Linked DNA regions of Zea mays: regions 1 and 3 are each linked to region 2. Evidence: chromatin contacts called from public Hi-C data. All regions are on one chromosome and are shown on one strand. Each heading gives the region's core, a stretch centred on a gene start, on an enhancer-like site or on the middle of the called end of the contact. The rest is flanking DNA. Distances are from core to core; before and after follow the strand shown. Region 1 holds the start of LOC100273075 (RING-H2 finger protein ATL13). Region 2 holds the start of LOC103653317. Region 3 holds the start of LOC100279330.

Region 1 (3,221 bases), core at 688-3,187, 150 kb before region 2:
GAGCCGTAATCCTTTTTTTACCGAACAAATATCCACCATTTCATCCACTCGCCAAGCAATGCAAATTTCCTGCGATCTGTTGCTGCAGGAGAAGATCGCAGGCATCCATGCACACACAGTTACTACAACTTACACGGGAGAGCAGAGGGGAAGAACAAGGTGGTAGAAGCCAAGATCTCTGCTTCGCTTCGGTTCAATTCACAGGTGGCCTCTGATCCAGAGCAGCGTCCGCCGGGCGAACGACGGCGCCTCGTCGGCTCTGGAGCTGAGGCCGTGCCCGCCGCCCGCGGACTCGACGTCCCAATCCACGACGCTGCCGCTCGCGCTCTTGTCCCAAGCCGACACGTTGTACTCGGACTCCGTCACGGGGCTCACCACGTCCGCCCGGCGCTTCGCCGTCGTCGCCCCAACGTCGCTCGCCGTGCGCTGGAGCGCCGAGGAGAGCCGGAACGACGACGCGCGGCGCGAGGTCGTTGCGCCGGAGGGCACGTCCTTCCTCCTCGGCCCGCTGCGCATCCATATCTTGGAGACGGAGAAGCTCTCCCTCTTGTCCACCGCCGCTTTCGACAGCTGCTGCTGCTGCTTGGGCGGCGCATCGAATCCGCGGAAGCCTTCCCGCTTGGAGTGGCAGTCGCACTCCGACATGGCAACACGGTGCCCCGGCATGCGAGAGCGAGTCGCGGGGCGCTTTTTCTCCGGCAGCTTCACGGCGACGCGGAGCAGGGAGCTCTCGTCCATGACGTACTCGTAGGTCCCCATGGAGAAGCACCGCCTCACGTCATGGCTTCCATGGCTGGCGCTGCCGCCGGCTCCTTCGGTGGCCTGGCTTCTGAACTTGCCGAGCTTCACCGGAACGACCACCTCGTCCTTCTTCTCCGCTGCCTCTGCAGCGGCGACGTGTTTCCGATCCTGCCCTGCCTGCTCCTGCTCCATGCCAAAGCTGAGGCGCGCGGAGGACGCCGCGTCGTGGCGATCGGAGACCGAGCCCTCGGAGCCGGACTCGAGGACGAACACCAGCGGGCTGCAGGCGCCGCCGCAGGTGGGGAAGTCGGCGAGGAGGCTGCGGCGGCAGAGCGGGCAGGTGGAGTGCGACAGCAGCCACGTGTCGATGCAGTCGACGTGGAACGCGTGGCTGCACTTGGGGAGGAGGCGGAGGCGGTCGTCGTCCGCGAACTCGCAGAGGCAGACCGCGCAGTCGAAAGGATCCTTCCCGCCGGCGCCGACCACGGCGCCGTAGAGGAACACCGGCAGCGCGTCGATGAAGGACTGGTCGACGCCGGCGTCGTGGAGGTGGAACAGCTGCTGGAGCTGCCCCTGGAAGGCGGTAGCGTTCGCGTCACCCCCGTACGCGTCGCCGGGATCCCGCGGCGCCGGGCGGAGCAGGAACCGGACGAGAAGGTGCAGCAGGCCGGAGACGAAGAAGATGACGGCCAAGATCAGGATGATGAGAAGGACGCTGGGGCTGATCCTGTTCTGGAATCCCGCGTCAGAGGACGCCGCCGCCGGTGGCGGCGGCGACAACAGCGGCGGTAGCGGTAGCGGTAACGGCGGAGGAGGAGGCGGAGGGAGGTACGGGAGGGGGAGCTGCAGCGGCGACGTGGGTGGCAGCGCGGCGTAGTTGATGGCTGCATGCATGGTGTAGTGGCTCATGGCCTTGGTCAGGGGGAGCGCCTGACCCGTGATTCGATCTAGAGAGCCAGCCAGCCAGGTAGGAGGAGAAAGAAGACAATTTGGACGCCGTCAGCAGCAATGGTGGGAGTGTCGCCTGAATCTTGTGTCGTCTTCCTGTCCACACCTTCTTCTTGTGATGGAGATAGATGTTGATGAGGAGATCATCACTAAAACTCTTGTGTCGGATCCTAGCAACGAAGAAAAAGGGAAACAATGACAGAGTTAACTGTGAGACAGCTCAACAGGCGCGGTTTGGGAGAGACTGGAGGAAGGTACTAGCCAGGTAGGGGAGGGGCTTGGTCAATGTATAGGATAGTGATGGATCCTTAATGTGGGGAGAGAAAAATGGAGAGAAGAATGGCTGGACTCGTGGTGAGAAATGGAGACGAAAACGAATTCTTTTGTCACCATTAACTAACCATCATCTCTCATTATCTGTCTACGTAACCTCTCAATAAATACTCATTCCGTCTAAAATATAGTTTGGTTTTTTTCCATGATAATAATTATAGACATACATACAAACTACATTTATAGATAATAATTATACTTTTAGTCTAAAATAAATTGTATTTTGAGACGGAGCAAGTACTACTTTATTCCACTAAATTTTAAATTAATCTGTTGGTACGAGTCATCCGATGCAATTACTATTTTTAACATATAAAAATATACAAGGCATCCATCTATATATGGTTATTTGTTTTGTCATTTTATTATCGTACAGTTTGATCTAACTATTATTAGATTATTTTATTGCCTTACCTGATTTTAGTAAAAAAAATAGTGTAAGAACATGTAAATCTAACTATTATATGAAACGATTTTATTTATCTATATATGGCCTTATATAATCCATCAATTTAAATTTTGCAAACCCCACGTATCCAAATCACTCACACACATAGTCTTCTCTAGTTCCACCAAACAAATTGCACGCAAACATAACACCCTCTAAAAACAATCAGTTCAGATCACTAGATAACACTACTTTCTTAGTCACTCAAATATAATAACTAATATTATTTGGATTATTCTTCCTCTCATCCTCACTCGCACATACATACCCTTCTGCCTCCCCCCTCATCGTCAGCCCTTTTCTCATCCTCTCTTCAGAACCGTAGCGTTAGCATGTGTATTAGACTAGTAAGAAAGTATTACAGCAAGGTGTCTTGCAATAATTCTATGGATGTAATAATGATGTTTTTGCGTCAACTAACTAATTACGATTAAGTATCATTTTATTTCATTTGTTCACGTCCTTCAACTACAAAAATACCATTTTAGTTTAGGATTAATCTTTTGGGACATCCGATGACCCAAATTAGTTATCTTCAACTTACTCGTTATCATCTCCTGTTTTAAATTTTACTATGTAAATAGTATAATCTATAGTGCAAAACAGTTTTTTACACGGCTATACACATGATGTACTGGCCATACCCATCAGTTCTCAACTTAGAACCTAAACTTGCTACCACAAAATCAAGGTAGATAGAAAAAATATTAGAACGACATAAAATATTCTAACATTTTATCATGTAAGAGAC
Region 2 (3,405 bases), core at 821-3,320:
CGGTGGGAGTGGAGCTCACTGTTTGATTTTTTTGGTACTCAAGCGTCGCTCCTGTTCACTTTCCTCAGCCCTTCCAGAAGCTGAGAGATTGAGGGCGGAGCGTGATTTTCGCGGTGATTTTCCTGCTCCCATATCGTTGGCGGCCGGTTGATAGCGAGTTGTGCTGGAGGGGGAGGTGCCTGTGACAGGATCTGTGGTTGCTGTCCGTGGGCAACAAGCTGTGTCGAAGGAGGTCGAACTCCCAACGCGATGTGTGGTGGCGGGGATAGTTCAATGACGTTTTCAGTTCCAACCTGTAGCGATGGTGCTCCAGCTCGTGTTGACACGGTCGATCTGGTGAGGGAGCTCTTCCTTTGTTTCAAGTCTTTTGTCTCCCTGTCACTGGCAACTGGTTAGTTGAGGCTGGCATTTGGACCTTGCCGGAGTATAGGATGCGTGGTCGGTTCTGTGAGGATCTGAGGGGCTGAATTTGTTGTTTCACATCGTGGCTAGAGTCGAGCGGTGCTGAGTTGTTGAGTTAAAGTAGTCATTTATAATTATGTGATACATCCACAGTTTTTGCTGTTGACCAGTGGGCCATATTGGCATAGTAGGAGTTTACTGTTTTGATTTTTCTAGGTATCGCACCTCTTCACTTTCCCCATCCCCTTATGGAAGGCGTGAGATAGAGTGTCGAACGGAGCTTCCCACGACGATGCTGCTGTTTGCCGGCGAGCTCTCCCCCCTACCCATTTCTTCTACTCCTTTGTAAGGCTCAGGTTGTTTGTTCTTGATCATCTTTTTTCTGTATTAGTTCGCCATTGTATATTTTTATCTTCAGTTTTTTCATTTGGTTGTTGCCTCAAATTTTTTTCTATATTTGTTATTCATTTTTTTATTTTTTTATATAGAGAGCTGCCTACAGAGAGAAGGTGCTAATTGAAGCAGAGAAACAGTTTCAGGACGATTTCAATTTTTTGAAGGAAAAGGTATTAGTTGATTTTGGCCAATTAGTGGATGTCCAACGTATTGACAGTATTTGCCAAGTTATGTGCGACAAGTTCAAGGGTTGTTGTTCGGTTTGCAAGACAATGTGTATTGAAGCTATAGTCGATTCTGTGAAAATTATGGTTGAAGCAATGTCTATCAAGCATCAGGAGATTTTGAATTCCATGAACCCTCTAGTGAAAACTATGGCTGTTAAGCAGATGAGAAATACACCCATACTGATATCAATGTACAACCAGCTATTGTTAAGTCGGATGAGAAAGTCGTTGTTGCAGACTTTGTTGAGTCATCTGATGGGAAAAGGTCTTGGTGTGGGTACTAGCAATCCTCTGGTAACAGTGCCCATACATCTGAACACATCAACACACCAGTCGTTTATAGGTCGGATGCAAATACTGCAACTTCTGTGAAGCCCCCAGCGGGTTAGCGTTTTAATCTCCATTTGTCTTTTTTGGTTCCATGCACTTTATTGTTTAATGCATCTAGACTCTATATTATATGCTGATTTTTTTTATTGTGTGTGTTCATAGCATTTTTAAAATCCATCTAGATGTTTTTTGTGCTTTTAATATGTTGAACATGAAACTATATTTAATTTCCAGCAGTCACTGCCCTACCACATGAACCTTTGTTTTTGCTCATAGCCTGCTAGCTGCTGGCCACAAACAAATGCATTTTATGTGCAGGATGACAATTTATATGTGTGGGATGTAGAAATTTGCTATTTTAGAGATTGTAGGCGAATTTTTATGCATAGTTTTTGGTATCGTTGTCTTGTAGTATTCATCCTAGTCTTTTTGTATGTTTATCCCTTTTTTATTTGCCTTTTTTTGTTTGTGGTTTCATGTTTAGTATCTTATATTGGTGGGTTATTATTGCACTATTTTTGGTTGTCATGTAAAATCTATCCTAATCTGATGTATGTATATTTTTCCTTAAATTTTTATTGTAGAGCGTGTTCATCCACTCAACAAGCGATTCCATTTCTCCAAAACTGACAAGTTGGGTCGCTTTCCACGTACAAGCCTCTTCTCACCTGTGGGTCTTTTTGACCTCCACATTTCAGATGATGAAAGTGACCACAAAAAAATACTGCACCTGCTAGTGCTATATGTCCACATGGGTCAGATGTCATTCCAATCGGGTTAGGTCATTCTATTTTGCCTACATGCACCCATGGTGTTCATCCTACTCCTCCCAATGTTGTATTACAACCTTTAATTAAGTCACATGCAAATTCCTCTAGAAGCCTTATTGAGTTGTGTCCTGAAAGTGCAACAGCAGCAGTAGCCAACACTGATGTACCAGATAAGGTTGTTTCTGTGCTAGTTTCTCATGCTCAAAAGGTCTGCTATATGCCTTTTTTCACTGTTCTTTTTGGTTAGCAGAGTTCCTATTTTTTACTTATATGTATTTCCTTTTTGTCCTCTATGTCAGTCTCATGTTGCTGGGGCAGTTCCTCCAGTGAATGACACATTCTTTGAGCCAACATTAACATGTAATCTTTCAACACTGAACTCAACAGAAAGGCCTAGGAAGTTCGAAGGGATAAGTGGCAAAAATCAAGATGTTATTGTTATTGACGATCATGTGAGAGCGGTTCAGGAGGTGATATTTTATTTTTCTTGCTACACTCCCCCATGTGGTCTGTTTTTGTGTTTGTTGTTATCTCCATTCTTTTAATTTTTTAATTTTATATCCTAAAACCCATGTTATGTTCTCCCATTTTTTATCCAGGTTCACAATGTTGCTGGTGAAATGGTTGGTGCTAGTTTATATGGCAGTAGAAGATCTAAATCAACAGCTATAGTTGACCAAATGTACAATGATAGGAATATATTCAATGATCCAGAAGCTAGGGGAAATTTGTTGGGATATCAACTAGAAGTGGCAAATTTAGTCAAAAGTGATATTCAGTATATTGGTGAAAATCGGTTACAAGCCCAACATCCTAGTGTCCCTTTACCATGTTCTGTTGTACAATTGCGATATTATTATATCCTTTGTGGCATGGGGCGTAGCCAATGGAAAGAGTAAGTGTATCTTGTATTCTTATTCCAATGCTTGATTATTTAGTATATTTTCTCTTCATATACTTCAAGCTTTATAATAAACCCATTTTTGTGTAGTTTTGTTGCAGTTCGGTTTTCAAAAACCACCACTATAAATTGGGAATATTTTGGACTGTCAATAGAACCCAATGGACATTGCGACAACTTTTTTATTGCTGGGTTCTGCCAAAAACATTTTGAAGATGTTCATCCAAGGATGTCAAAGAAACATTTCTTTTATCCCAAAGTTGGGGTAATTTTTTTCAACTCATTTTTTCCCACATGCAATATATGATGTTTTTTTATTTGCATGATTTTTTTGTATCAGTGTTTTTGTATCCAAGGCTGTTGTTGTTTATATTTTTTA
Region 3 (3,144 bases), core at 273-2,772, 230 kb before region 2:
ATTTAAACAACCTTTAACTTTAGTTTTCATAGGAATGGCGATCATTGCTCTCTTAATCAGCAATGTGGCAGATTAACTTATTGAGAAATAGGAGGTGTTGTTCTTCAAATCACTGCACATGAATATGAAGGGAAACAAAGCCCAAATGCTCAGAGCAATGGAAACAAATAGGAAAATGTAGTGCTAATTCCTACTTTATTTAGCTAGTAAATGAGCAATTGATCTTTTAGAAAATGTAGCGCTAATTCTAATTGGTTAGGGTGTTGATAAAAATAGAAATTGATTGCATTGGGCTCTTAGGTTGGACTGATTGACAGAAAGGAGAATTTGGTGCTAGGTGAGAGAATTTGTATGCAACCCAGTGCTATGTGGTCAAAAGAATATAGTGGTATTTTTTCTATAAATACGTACCCAGTCCTTAAGAGATTCTCCATGTATCTTCAGAATTTCAATAGATTCCAAGTGGGTGCTACCCTACCACCATTCAGATAGAAATTAGTCAACACTATAACATCATCGAATAATAACATGATTGAGTAGCTATGAAGTATGAAGCATACTTTTTGAAGAGTAAAATTTTATAGATGAAGATATCATAGTTCAATGTAAATGATAACCAACTTTCATTAAACCATTTGTACACCTTAAGCCTCAAGACAACATCAATCACAAGTTTAGTAAAGTACTCCTTGTCTTGGGAAAGTATTTTTCAACTAAGAGTAGTCATAGAAATATTCATGAGATCAACTCTGAGCTTATCTGCAGAAGGAAAAGGATATTGTTATGAGATCGATGGGCATAATGGCATAAAAAAATCTCAATGACGTCAAGTCTTTTTTGCTACGCAAATACATATACATTGCCCAGGAAAAGAATAAGCAGTGTCTTATGAATACTGAAAAAATATGCTTTCTAACCACGAGATCGGGAAAATAATTCACTTGTATTTTCTTTGTTGTCCATGGTCTTTTGCAGCAAAGCATCTCTAGCACACTCGAGAGACATTCTGTAACCTAAAATTTACAAAATGAATTAACTGGAGACATTGAATCTCACCATAAAGAACAATGATTGAAGCTCAGAATACATACTAATTATCTCGGTATAAAACAGGTGTTACCTCGGTATAAAACAGGTGACCCAAGATAGATTAGAATCAAAACATGGTGCACTACCTATACATTATTATTATTACTAAGAAAATTGGAAGGTAAATCTGAAAACATGAATTGTAAAAATTAATCCGCATCTCAAATTTTGAATGGCTCAACAGTGGAATCCATCCAAGGGAAGCAAATCAGTTGCTCTTCATCTAGAACTTGGTCGGCATCCTCCTATCCCGACGTGCAAGGAGCACCGGCCAAGGTGGTGGCTAAGCCGAGGGAACAAAGAGGAGGTAGGGGATCTGGAAGAGAGACAACTGCTTGAGCCGCTCCCTGTGCGCGAACTCGCCCAGGTACACGTCACACTTAGTCACGGACCTCGACCGACGATGGCACCTGACGGTGGGGAGCACTGCGATGATGTCCAGGTCGAGCCCCCCTAGGGTCTCAGCAGCCTCGTGGTCGGTGAAGAAGACCACGGAGACACGCTCCACCTAGTGGTGGTCCTCGCGGCGCGCATGGTGGTCAAATAGGAGCAAGAGGCAGGCAAAACAGGAACCACGCCATAGATGAAGCAGACCATAGCGCGTGGTTGGGGTCGGCGGGGCGCACGCCCTAGCAGCGCGGCCACAGCTCGCCCCGCGCGATCTGTAGCGACGCCGCCGCGATGGGCAGGTCGAATGCGGACCGCAGCCCCACGCGCGACTGCCAGTCCGGGAACCCGGGCCCCGACGGCAGGCCCGCGGCGAGGACGGCACGGAGGTCGGGCGGGAACGCAAACCACATCTCAGCCTTGGTGCGCACCAACTCTAGCTCTGTCAGGCCCGGGAGCACCGCCACCCCGGAGGCCCAGAGGTGGCCAAGCACCGCGGCCGTGAGCGGGGCGAAGGAGTGCAGCCCGTGCCGCGATGAGGCCGACGCCGACGAGGGGCCAAGAACAGGGGCGGGGTGGCGGCCTCTTCGAAGATCTGGGAGGGGGCGAGGGCATGGTATGGCCTCGTGGGGGCGGTAGCGAGGATCGCGGTGTGTTAATGGCGCCCTTCCATCGACGGAGAGCAGAGGGGGCGGTGTGTGGGCAGAGGGATCTCGCGGGCGAGATTTCCGCGGGCGGGGGTGAGGTCGAGGTGGTGGATGTCGCGGGCGTGGGCACCGCGGCGGCGTAGATTGCGGGCGAGGCGGTGTCGGGGGAATCGGACGCGGAGGCAGAACATGGTGCACTGTGGACGCCTACACTACAGGCTTATAGAGTAGTAGGGATTTATGGCTTTAAGGTGGGCTTGAACTACCATAGTGATTTAGCAATTTCCAAAAATTCTATAAAATTACAGTGGGTTAACATTGGTCACTGTAGTCTATCCTATAAATTTGCGGTTAAAAATAATTAGGATAAACCCTAGGCAAAAATAACAAAAGTTAGGGTAGAGGGTCACTTTGTACTACAACTCTTATTTAGGTGGGGGTATTGTACTAAGAGTTATTTTTTCTAGCATCTATGGGTAATAACATGCTTCTGTGCCAAAAATCACAGAGGGTGACCTAATGGTTATTTAGTTGTGATTTTCTAGAGTTTAATGCCAAAAAGACACTTATAACTAACTTGCTATTTGAAAAATGTCAAACAACAGAACTTGCATTTTTCCTAGGTTCCTATTAGCATAAAAGTAGTCATTCCTAAGGTTAGGGTGGTTCCTCCTTAGGATTATTTTTCTATGATTTTTCTAAGTTCTCTCTGTTTTCATTAAATAAAAGGTGGTGCATTTTCTTTGTACTGGATTAGGGTTCAACAAGTTTTCTTATGAACTACATCACTTAGGCAGGTCAGGAAAAATGTGTTTGCTTTCTGGTTCCCATTTTAACCCCCCTTTTTAATGTCCTAAGGTTTGGACAAATACTAGTTTTTGTGGATAAACTTTCCTTAATCTAGTATACTGGGGGGCTTAATGATTTTAAACATTGTAATTACGAGTTAAGTCTCTCTACAATTTTTCTCAGCCCTAGTCCAAAAGTATTTCTATTTTTCCTCTGGTTATTAAAGTTTGGG

What was found. A called contact is a pair of places that touch in the nucleus more often than the background predicts.
Region 1: a Hi-C map of bundle sheath shows a contact between it and region 2, with 4 times the contacts expected there. The contact joins the promoter of LOC100273075 here to the promoter of LOC103653317 in region 2. A contact is called at or near these places in 6 of 25 Hi-C or Micro-C datasets (bundle sheath, ear, leaf and 1 more).
Region 3: a contact with region 2 is called in a Hi-C map of ear, with 2.0 times the contacts expected there. The contact joins the promoter of LOC100279330 here to the promoter of LOC103653317 in region 2. A contact is called at or near these places in 2 of 25 Hi-C or Micro-C datasets (ear and tassel).

The regions. Positions count from the first base shown.
Region 1 is chr4:63,699,688-63,702,908 of Zm-B73-REFERENCE-NAM-5.0, reverse strand. It overlaps LOC100273075 (RING-H2 finger protein ATL13), which reads right to left and starts at 1,937. Exons shown (of 1, transcript NM_001147524.1): 1 at 1-1,937. The coding sequence starts at 1,650. The coding sequence ends at 199.
Region 2 is chr4:63,546,930-63,550,334 of Zm-B73-REFERENCE-NAM-5.0, reverse strand. LOC103653317 reads left to right here and starts at 2,070. Exons shown (of 10, transcript XM_008680251.3): 1 at 2,070-2,333; 2 at 2,425-2,595; 3 at 2,725-3,020; 4 at 3,117-3,291. The coding sequence starts at 2,746.
Region 3 is chr4:63,775,076-63,778,219 of Zm-B73-REFERENCE-NAM-5.0, reverse strand. LOC100279330 reads left to right here and starts at 1,522. Exons shown (of 1, transcript XM_020552545.3): 1 at 1,522-2,322. The coding sequence starts at 1,771. The coding sequence ends at 2,115.